Regions from separate parts of the Mus musculus genome. Here region 1 is linked to region 2. The links are chromatin contacts, called in public Hi-C maps. All regions are on one chromosome and are shown on one strand. The core of a region is the stretch at or near the end of the contact, and the rest is flanking DNA. Distances in the headings are between cores, read along the strand shown. Region 1 overlaps Dhrs7 (dehydrogenase/reductase (SDR family) member 7). Region 2 overlaps Lrrc9 (leucine rich repeat containing 9).

Region 1 (5,263 bases), core at 945-3,444, 180 kb after region 2:
TTGCTTTTCTATCAAAATCCATGGTTATTTTGCACTGTATTTTGCTAAAACTAAAATGCCATTGATGGCACCAGCAGTGAGGAGTTCCCAGTGGGTTCTTCCTGAACTCTTTTGTACCCGTCTGGCTGGTATGAAGTCAAACAGCCTCTGAGTGGGGAGTGAGGCTGATTATAGAAAAGATAGAAAAAAAGATGCAAGAGACAGATATGAGAGAGAGAGAGAGAGAGAGAGAGAGAGAGAGAGAGAGAGAGATATGCAAGTTAATACCATACCAGCCACAAGTGTATTTCTCATAGCCTTCTTATACTACAGTACAGTGGGAAGCAAAGTCACAAGTCAACAGAAACAAATTTGCTAAAATGCACACAAGATGTTTGTTCCCATCCCCAAAACCTCTCTGTTCCTTCCACCAAGAAGGAACAATAGAATCTTCAGCCTCTCACCTTGAGCCTCAGGTACACCTCCTCTTACTGTTCCATGCCTCAGCAGGCTGGAAAATCTGCCAACAGACCCTTGCCTTGACTCTGCCTGGCAGGCAGACTTTTTTTTTCCTTCCTTCCTTCCTTCCTTCCTTCCTTCCTTCCTTCCTTTCTCTCTGCTTCAGAGAAGTGGCAAAACAGCTCCCGATACTGTTTATTTGAACCTAAATAGCTTTGAAATCTTGAAAAAGTAACACATAGTCCTTTAAGCATCTCTTGCAGGTATAACAGGCAGGAAACATCCCCTATCTCCATGGATGCCATGTGGAGCAAAGTAACCAAGGAGTCCCATGTACCAAATGGCATATCTCAGGTGTTCAATCACGATGTGTATCACAGGCTGCTGTACATCCCATCAGCTGTTTCAAGCTAGTCCTCTCTACCTACCTGCTCTCCTTAAGACAGCATAAGCATTCTGGGTAAGAACTGTCCCAACTGCTTTCTGTCCTCTCATTGTGTATAATAACTCACATCGATGTGGTTTTCAATTACTTTTGTTCTCTCCAAAACTGATGCTGGAAAATCCCAGTGCAACAGTATAGTAACAGGCCTGGCCTATAAGAGCAGATTGAGTCATGAGTAGAATTAGGTATATAACAATATACATGTATGTAATAAATATAATAATAAATATGTAAATATATTTATTTATTTATAATAGATAATATGTATAAATAATATAATAATAAATATAAAAGGGCTTAGTGATCAGGCCCTAGTGGCTCTGGCTTCTAATTCCAGCCTCTTGATAGGCTAAGGGAAGAAGACTACAGGCGGGGCTGGAGAGATGGCTCAGCGGTTAAGAGCTCTTACTGCTCTTCCGAAGGTCCTGAGTTCAAATCCCAGCAACCACATGGTGGCTCCCAACCATTCGTAATGAGATCTGACTCCTTCTTCTCGAGTGTCTAAAGACAACTACAGTGTACTTACATATAATAAATAAATAAATCTTTAAAAAAGCAAAAAAGAGCTGGGCGTGGTAGCTCACGCCTTTAATCCCAGCACTTGGGAGGCAGAGGCAGGCAGATTTCTGAGTTCCAGGCCAGCCTGGTCTACAGAGTGAGTTCCAGGACAGCCAGGGCTACACAGAGAAACCCTGTCTCGAAAAACCAAAAAAAAAAAAAAAAAAAAAAAAAAAAAGAAGAAGAAGAAGAAGACTGCAAGCTTAATTATAGGTTGAAGTCAAGACCAGTTTGGACGAATTAGTGACACACTGTCTCACGAGAAAATGTGAAAAAGAAAGGAGAGAAAATGTGAAAAAGAAAGGAGTGGTAGAACCGAGGAGATGGCTTGTTGTGTAGGCATGCGGGCCTGACCGTGGATCCATAGACCTCATCTAAAACCAGCTGTGTCGGTGACTGTTAGCTCAGTGCTCTGATGGGGACATGAGAGGCAGTAGCTCCGTGGTCGAGTGTAATATTGGCTTACAGACAATTCGGCTAGGCTCCGCCCAACAGCTTGCATCACTGCCCGCAGCCCTCCTGTTGCGAATCAGCGGACTGCTCGCTACCCCAGGTCCCCTTCTTTTTTCTTCTTCCACTCTCTTTCTCTCTGTGTTCCCATGTGATCTAGGTCTTCTCTTCCTCTATTTCTCTCTTTCTGTCCTCCCCGCAGCCCCCTCTCTCCGCCTCTACCCCTTTCCAGGTCCCTGCGCCCTTCCCCCTCAATAAATCTTTCTATTATGCCTGACACCTGGCACGATTTCCCTTACCCTTCCCCCCAGCATGATTACACCATCTTACATTTCATAACATGTGTGCCTAGCATGTGCAAAAGGCTCTAGATTCAAGCACCAGTTTTGAAAAAGAAAAAGAAGCAAACAAGACATTGGACTGGTAAAGGGGGGTTGTCTTACCCTTCCAAGTCTTCCACCTGCTCAGGCTACACCACTCCTCTCCAGAGGACACACCAGCAGAACACAATGTTGGAGCCAGATGCCTTCCTCTAGGGCCCCTTGGCCTCCAGAAATGTGAAACGTACATTTATATAGTCTACAGGTAGCCAGTAACTGGCAGTCATTCAGAAGTGTGGGAACGTGTGACCTTAGAGAGCATAAGATGACCGCTGAAAGACCTTGCTAGAATAGCATGCGGGGGACCTTCCACTAGAAGATTGTGACAACACTCCCTTCCCAAAATGGCCCAGCAAAACAAACTTTACATGAAAGCCCTGACCCCACAAGGCAGGTACAGATAATGACCTGGAATGTTTCAGGTTCCTCTTCTGTTGACAAGGACCTCACCTCACCCATCAATGCTGCTTAGGGAAGGTCCTGAAACACCTGCCTTTCTGGAAGGGAGAGGCTAATTACCATTTCTACAGAGGGTGATAAAAAGGTCAGCTTGGGCCAACAATGGGCTTAAACCGACTCAGGTCATTAACAAGGCCTACCCTTAAACTGTATAAAAAGTGTGTGCTTAAGAGATTCGGGGTCACCTCTGCCCGATTGCAACACAGCCCGACAAGCCGGATCAATTAACCTCTTGCTTATTGCATCCATCTCCGTCTCTGTGTTTCTGTGAGTGAGACATCCTGGAATGCAGGCTCATTTGGTCTTACAGAAGCACAAGTGACTTGAGACAATGTCAACTATGTAACTACAAGCCCTTAGTTACGTTTCTGTTAACCTCATTCTAAGTCTGCAGTCTTAAATATGTTAAATGTTATTTTATTCAAAAAGGTACCATATGCTCTTGTACAAAGGCAAGATACAGGACAAAGTTTTCTTTATTATTCATTACATACTGAATAGAAAGTTGTATCAAAAATTAAACCCGAAAGTAGTCACCGGCCCTCCTTCTGTGTGCAAGCTTACTGTACATACGCTGTTTTTCATTCTCAACAAGTGGCTCAGACATCTCTGGTGGTTGTTTCAATCCTTCTTTGCCTTCAAGAATTTATAAGGCAAGTCTGGATCCTGTAAAAAAAAAAAAAAAAACAAGAGTAATATGAACCAGAACCAGACCTTCCTCTCTTGACCGGTGTCTGACAAACAAGCTTCTCTGTTTAATGTTTCTTCAACCAATAGGGAGCTTTGTAAGCCTCTGGCAAACACCTTAATTGGGAGTAAAACATCACAACCAATATCTACATACACTAGCAAATATTGCCCTCCAGCTTAGCATCTTTATTTTCTCCACATGGCAAGAATGCCATCAATTCTTTTCTACTCTTAAACAGTGAGTGCTTTTCTTACTTCTCTGGATCACACCCACCGATAGCCTACAAGTACACAAATAGCCTAGATAGCCTACAAGTACACAAAATAGATCAGAGTCTCTAGGATTTAAATATCTGGCTGATTGTGGTGGTGCACGCTGTTAATCCCAGCACTTGGGAGGCAGAGACAGACAGAGCTCTGGAAGTCTGGGGCCAGTTTGGTTTATGTAGGGAGATCAAGAGTAGTCAGGAATATATAGGAAGAAAGGGGAAGGGAGGAGGAAGGAAGGAAGGAAGGAAGGAAGGAAGGAAGGAAGGAAGGAAGGAAGGAAGGCAGGCAGGCAGGCAAAGAAAAGAAATATTTGGATGTGTCTAAAATTATTTATGAGCTTTTGATACACTATTTGCAAGATAAAACAAGGCAACTTGTTAACCCCTAAATGTGGTTTATTGTTGGGAAAGGTAAGCAATTGCTCATCCAAGAACTCACCGAAAGACAGACAGAAATAGTTTTTGGTGTTAGTGGGTTACTTGGGATGAATTCAGGTTTCTAAGCAGCAGGAGGCAGCCTCCTCTGGAAGGAACCTGGCAGCCTTCTGGAAGTGTTCTATTGTTACACAAAAAGCACCTTTATCAAGTCAATCTCCACACACCACAACTTCCTACCTGACCTACGGGACTAACTGGAAAGACCCTTCAGCAATTCTCAGCCATGGGAGACTTCCTGGTTTGCCAGGCCGGTCTCTAGACTAAGATATGCAAAGGCTCAAACCTTCAAAGGAAGAGCCCATAAAATTTCAGATAATCACTGACTGACAAAAGGCTACTTCCAAGCTTAGGTGCCATCACTCCAAGATTCCTGCCAAAATACAATAGTTCTGCTAACATTCTGTAAGAAATGATAATCTAAAATGGAACATAGCCACTGCCCTGTGTGTGTGTGTGTGTGTGTGTGTGTGTGTGTGTGTGTGTGTGTGTGTGTGTGTGTAGAGAGAGAGAGAGAGACATCAGCCAGAAACAGTCAAGAAAAGAAACAGTCAAGAAATAAGAGGTGCTCTGTTTATTTAGAAAAATAGTCCTAAAGCAAGTGAAATCCTGAGACAGACAGCGAGGGGGCGTTATGAAACACTGATGAAAAGAGATGCTGACAACCTTTGATTTGATTTTTCCCTATACAAATTTGACTCTTCCAGATTAAAAGTCATGTAATAAACCATCGGATGCGCTGTATGGGTACAGAACCTGTTCTCCGTTCACTGGTACTTTATTCGTGTGGAGTCAGAAAAACAACAACAGAAATCTTTTAAGAACATTGAAAAGTGCTTTCCCTCAGGATCCATACAATATTGTGAAGAAATAGATAAATTGCTCTTACCAAATTATTCTTAAAGTTTTGGATTCTTTCCTTCCCCAACTTGCAGTTTAGCCATGCGGCCCAGGTTGGCATATACTGCCATATGTATGCCCCCAACAGCACAGGATGGTCAGAGATCCAGACTTCCTTCAGATCATTGGCCATGGAGATGAGCATCAGCCGCACACAGCGGCTCGTTGGCATCTTGTAACTCTGGTCTATGTTGTTTCTCATAGACTGAAAGTCAACAAGAAGTTTTACACTGAAGGTC
Region 2 (5,425 bases), core at 2,083-4,582:
TCTGCCTGCCTTGACTTGATTCTTCTTCTTGGAGTCTTTTATTGGTGACTTTGAAATTTCCTTCTTTAATTGGCTCCAAACTCAACATGAACCTCCAGCACTCCTATAAAGAACGAGTTGAAAGCACCCCATTCCCGCGCTTTGGCCGTGCTTTCTAGCTGCCGTCCAGCTTCCTATTTCCGTTTTCTGCCACCATTTCTTTCCTCTCTGCTTCTCCGCCCTCACCTTACTGCTAATTCTGTGTCATTGCTGGGACCCTGAGCTCCAACACATCTAGCCCACTTTCCTGCAGCCTCCTGATGTAGACCAGTGCTGGAGAGTACTGCTTCCCAGGCCACGTCACACAGTGACCCACATAAATGAGAACACTGCTGTGTTCGAACCTGACGCTGCTCTACCCCAATCACTTCCCCTCGGCCTGCTTGCTTTCTCTGTGTTTTGCCGATGACTTTGAACTCCTGACCCTTCCACTTCGACTTCCCACCAACAGTGGAGGAGGGTTCCTCTTTCTCCACATCCTCGCCAGCATCTGCTGTCACCTGAGTTTTTGATCTTTGCCATTCTGACTGGTGTGAGGTGGAATCTCAAGGTTGTTTTGATTTGCATTTCCCTGATGACTAAGGATATTGAACATTTCTTTAGGTACTTCTCGGCCATTCGAGTTTCCTCAGGTGAGAATTCTTTGTTTAGCTCTATCCCCCATTTTTAATAGGGTTATTGGTTCTCTGGAGTCTAACTTCTTGAGTTCTTTGTATATATTGGATATTAGCCCTCTATTGGATATAGGATTGATAAAGATCTTTTCTCAGACTGTGGCTTGCCGTTGTGTCCTGATGACAGTGTCCTTTGCCTTACAGAAGCTTTTCAATTTTATGAGGTCCCATTTGTCTATAGTTGATCTTAGAGCATAAGCCATTCGTGTTCTGTTCAGGAAATCTTTCTTTGTCGACATATTCAAGGCTCTTTCCCACTTTGTCTTCTACTAGATTGAGTGTAGCTGGCTAAATGTGGAGGTTCTTGACCCACTTGGACTTGAGCTTTGTACAAGAAGATAAAAATGGATCAATTTGCATCCTTCTACATGCTGACTGCCGCTTGAGCCAGCCCCATTTGTTGACTATGCTCTTTTTTCCACTGGATGGTTTTAACTTCTTTGTCAAAGATCAGGTGACGATAGGTGTATGGGTTTAATTCTGGGTCTTCAATTCTATTCTACTGATCTACCTGCCTGTCTCTGTGCCAATATCATGTAGTTTTCATCACTATTGCTCTGTAGTAGAGCTTGAGGTCAGGAATGGTGATTTTCCCCAGAAGTTCTCTTGTTGTTGAGAATAGTTTTTACTATCCTGAGTTTGTTGTTGTTGTTGTTCCAAATGAATTTGAGAATTTCCCTTTCTATCTCTGTGAAGAATTGAAGGGGGCATCTTATTCTTGAACTGTCTCTATACTGCGGGTTTAAGAGCAAGGGTGGACAACCCTGGCTAATCTTCCAAAGTGTTAAGCATTGGCTTCAGTAAATAGCAAGCACTTGAGAATCATTATTACAAAACTCTTGTGTTGAAATGCAGCCATTTGTAAACCTTTCTCTACTGTGCTTAAGGGCAAAGACTACATTTACAGACTAGGTTCTCAACAAAAATTAGGTGAATGAGTAGACAGTGGCCATAACCATTATCTATGTCTATGCCTTAGTGTATTTTCTCATCTTAAAATAGTTTTCCTTTACACTTCTATTTGGATTCCCTCCTATCCTAGAGCCTGAGCCACCATCCCATTACCACCTTCTGCTCATTTCAGTTAAGGAGGATATCTTTTGGACATAGCTTGAGATGTCTTATGGCTTTAATTATTGTTCATAGTTCTGACCTCTCTCTGTCCCCCAAGTGCGGTGCACAGAGACTGTAACTAAGCAAGCAACCTTGACCACTGCACGGTGGAAAGGTCATTTGCTGAAGTGTGGACTTGGTAGTCACAGGATCCAGTTTTCCTTTTTTAAGAAGAATTTCTTTGGGTAACTTTAGGTTTCGATTAGGAAATAATTTCCTAATTGAATTTCAGAAAAGACATAATTCTAAATAATATGGCTGTTAATCAAAAACTAGTGATCAATTTAAAACTCTGAGGCTGTGACAAGGACAAAAAGATCTGAGCTCAGATTGTGACATTGCCCATCTCTCCCCCCGTCCTTGGAACATCTCATAATCTCTCATAGCTCTGGGCTCCTTACGAGGAACAGTGATTCTGTCTGCTCTTTGTATGACACTGATGCAGTTTGGAAGAAGTGAAGTTAGTCACAACAAAACTAAGATGTCTGTGCACAATTGGAAATGTTTTCTTCCTGGAAAATAATGTTGACTGCATAGCATACACCCAAAATGAGTGGGACCCTCTTCTGATGTGGACCTCACCCCAACAGGGCCTTCCTTTGGAGTTAGCGAGAGATCCCCCAGTCCTTGTTGGAAGCTGTTGAACCCGGCACCGCACTGATGTTGCTTATGACTTTGGCTGGTTTTCCCTGAAGAGCAAATTTTGTTCCTTATCACTTTTGTATAGACACATTCGCATGTGACTTTTGAATATTTAAATGACTTTGCATAATGAAGCTGCACCCGGAGAGTATCTCTTTGCAGATTACATTGGCCAACACAGAAACGTAAAATAATAAGCTACCTGCATCCAAGTAGAAATGCTGTCTATTTTACATGAAAAAAAGTAGCCCTAAGATTTTTTTTTCTCCTTTGCAGCCCTCTCTCAAAAAGGAAGCCGTCACTCTTGTGAACAGCCTCAGTATGTGTGAGTGTCCCCGGATAGAGTTCCTCCAGCAGAAATACAAGGAGGAGAAGAAAGGCCCCTCAGAGAGTGAACTCTACAGACATGGTAACAGACAGTGCTTCTGACGTTGTGAGGCCCTCGGCTCCTCCATCTCTTCTGGATCGTTTTCCTTCTTGGTTTTATCAATCCAAGAGACACTGTCTGAATTGTTGTGTGACATACTCACCAATAGAGTGGCACGCCTCTGTCGGTTCAGCTGCACTGTCAGTTGGACTCTGTATTTCTTGTCTACCAACCCTAGGAAGAAGAGAACCTATGTTGTTCCGATAGTTCACCCAACTTGCACATGCGTTTCAGAGTCTGCTTCTGTCTTTATGTTACATCATAAGAGTAAACTCAGAAGTACACTTGTGTATTTCTTTACACACACTAGCTTCATGAGAAAGAGAAAAGAATTGGCTTGTATGTGAAATAATCAATAGAACAGTCAGGAAGATTGGCTGTATTTGTTCTGAGTCACCACAATCTAAGGTGATGAGGAAACCTGGCAGGAGTGGGAAAGCATGTGGATTAGACATTGGTCTGTAGAAGGCAAACTGTGTGGTAATTTATTCAGTTAGTAAATACCATTCTTGCAACTTAAATACATGGCAGTCCAAGAACCAACCTGTAAAACAGGCTGGGAGAAAAGGCCAGCTCCTGTGCCTTCTCTTGCCTCCCCTCCTACTCTTCATTCTTCGGAATGTACTCATTAACAATGTGCTAATTAAATGCTTATTGTGTCTTAGGCACTGTCTGGTTTTGCATAAACCAGTTTCCCTAACATAGTGCCTACAAATATCAATAATCACAAAATTAAATATAAAGTTATAGTTACTATGATAAGTATAAATATGAATGAAGTATCGATGCATACAATAAAGAGAACAACCAATCAGGCTAGGGATTAAGAGAGCTTATTCTATGATCTCTCAGTCACCAAATTAACTGAACATCAGCTAGGCAGAGCTTTGGTTTGTCCTCAGCCAGGAACACCTGCTGCGGTAGGAGGTGCAGCATGGTGGCAGAGTGCCTGGCAGGCCTGGTGCCTCCGGCTAGCAGCACTCAAGCACTTACTGGTTCTTTGAGAATAGCATGCCAGGATCCAGGCCACAGTTCTGCTGGGATGGTTCATGGCAAGCTGTCAACTGTGCATGGCTTCAGGTAGTGAAATATCAGAAACACGATCTGGTTGCTAAATCAAGGCCTCTTTACTTGAAAATAACTGATACTTTTCAGATCATTCTTTTCCATCCCAGTTATTAGAAAAACCTCATATTTACCATCTACTTAGTCCTTCTAAAATGCATTTCTAAAACAGGCTAGCCTGACTCACATTTTATATCTTGCATAGAGTGAAAATAAAGTATCAGGCCTGGAGAGATGGCTTATGTGTGTAAGAGCACTCACTGGCAGCTCTTGCAGAGGACCAGAGTCAGTTCCAGCACCCACACTGGGTGGTTCATAACTACCTTGTAACTCCAGTTTCAAGGGATCCAATAAACTCTTTTAAACTCCACAGGCAATGCTTTCCTGTGCATAAACCCATGCGTGTGCACACGCACGTGTGTGCGCGCGCACACTCACACACAAATAAAACATTGAAAATTCATTTATTTATATATAATGTATATGTAATGATAAGAATTTTTCCAACTTTATTGACTCATAGGAATCTTTAGTATTCAGGAGATTACAAAGACCTCAAGAATCTGTGAGAGAAGAACTGTCTGTCCTTCTGTTCCATAGATTTATATTTAGTACCTGTTAGATCTCAGGTGAAAGAAACAGAAAATGTCTCAGCCGGTACCTGAGTTCAATTCCTGGAACCTACATAATAAGAGAGTACATGCACACAGAGACACATACAGAGAGACACACAGACACACAGAGTCACACACACTCACTCACAGAGACACAAACACACACACAGAGAGAGAGAGAGAGAGAGAGAGAGAGAGAGAGAGAGAGAGAGAGACCAGACACACACACAGCAGAGGCATTGCTAAATTATTGTGTTCTTTTCTAGTGTCTTTATAGCTTTGTTTATGTTTCTTTTTCCATTCTATAGCCCAGTGATGTGCAGTTCAGTATGTAAACTTGGGCTAAATCATGTAAGGATCCTGCCTCTGGCTCTTAAGCGCTGGGATTATAAGTGTCATTACAGAGCATTAGGATTAATAAACGTTACATTGGAAATTTGTTAAGGTCATATTTATTAAAATTATCTTTTTTCATATTTAGGCACCATCCTCATTGCGAAGGTTTTTCTTGGCCAGAGTATTCAGGCTCGTGACCAGGAGCCCATCAATAAAGCCAACTATCCCATGGTTAACTCGGTGTTTGTTCCTCAGAGACATGTGCTAAGTATGTCTGCCAAAGAGAAAGACGGGCGACTTCATCACTCTCAGTACAAACCATTCCTACCTAATACAACAGTCTATAACTTATAGCATGGTCTAATCTGAACCTAACAAGGCCTATAAACTTTTCTCTGAAAACCTACTTCTGGATATTAATAATTTTCTGTTATTCATATTAATAATATGTGTTGAAATTTATTTCAATAATTTATGTGTGATAGGTATGTGTGTATGTGTGTGTATACTCACCT

Evidence for each region. Hi-C and Micro-C count contacts between places; a contact is called where the count stands out from the background.
Region 1: a contact with region 2 is called in a Hi-C map of liver, with 5 times the contacts expected there. The contact joins two enhancer-like sites. A contact is called at or near these places in 3 of 39 promoter capture datasets (the C10 cell line, embryonic stem cells and liver), 12 of 15 datasets of contacts at CTCF or cohesin (CD8 T cells, the G1E-ER4 cell line, the NIH/3T3 cell line and 6 more), 203 of 484 Hi-C or Micro-C datasets (the 3T3-L1 cell line, 3T3-L1-derived adipocytes, the AML12 cell line and 100 more), 26 of 115 datasets of contacts at active chromatin or transcription factors (the NIH/3T3 cell line, astrocytes, a beta-TC-6 cell line and 10 more) and 5 of 9 other capture datasets (adipose tissue, embryonic stem cells, embryonic tail and 2 more).

Annotation. Positions count from the first base shown.
Region 1 is chr12:72,647,222-72,652,484 of GRCm38.p6, forward strand. It overlaps Dhrs7 (dehydrogenase/reductase (SDR family) member 7), which reads right to left. Exons shown (of 7, transcript NM_025522.5): 6 at 5,014-5,229; 7 at 3,132-3,396. The coding sequence ends at 3,352. Among named protein-coding and RNA genes, the nearest start is that of Dhrs7, 15 kb to the right of the region's middle. Within about 2 kb of position 2,195, at least 23 of the 459 cell types and tissues checked have an H3K27ac peak or open chromatin away from gene starts, as enhancers often do. A contact at or near this core is called in hepatocytes and liver, where this site is marked.
Region 2 is chr12:72,464,114-72,469,538 of GRCm38.p6, forward strand. Lrrc9 (leucine rich repeat containing 9) reads left to right here. Exons shown (of 32, transcript NM_001142728.1): 13 at 2,745-2,877; 14 at 5,056-5,178. Among named protein-coding and RNA genes, the nearest start is that of Lrrc9, 25 kb to the left of the region's middle. Within about 2 kb of position 3,333, at least 7 of the 459 cell types and tissues checked have an H3K27ac peak or open chromatin away from gene starts, as enhancers often do. A contact at or near this core is called in hepatocytes and liver, where this site is marked.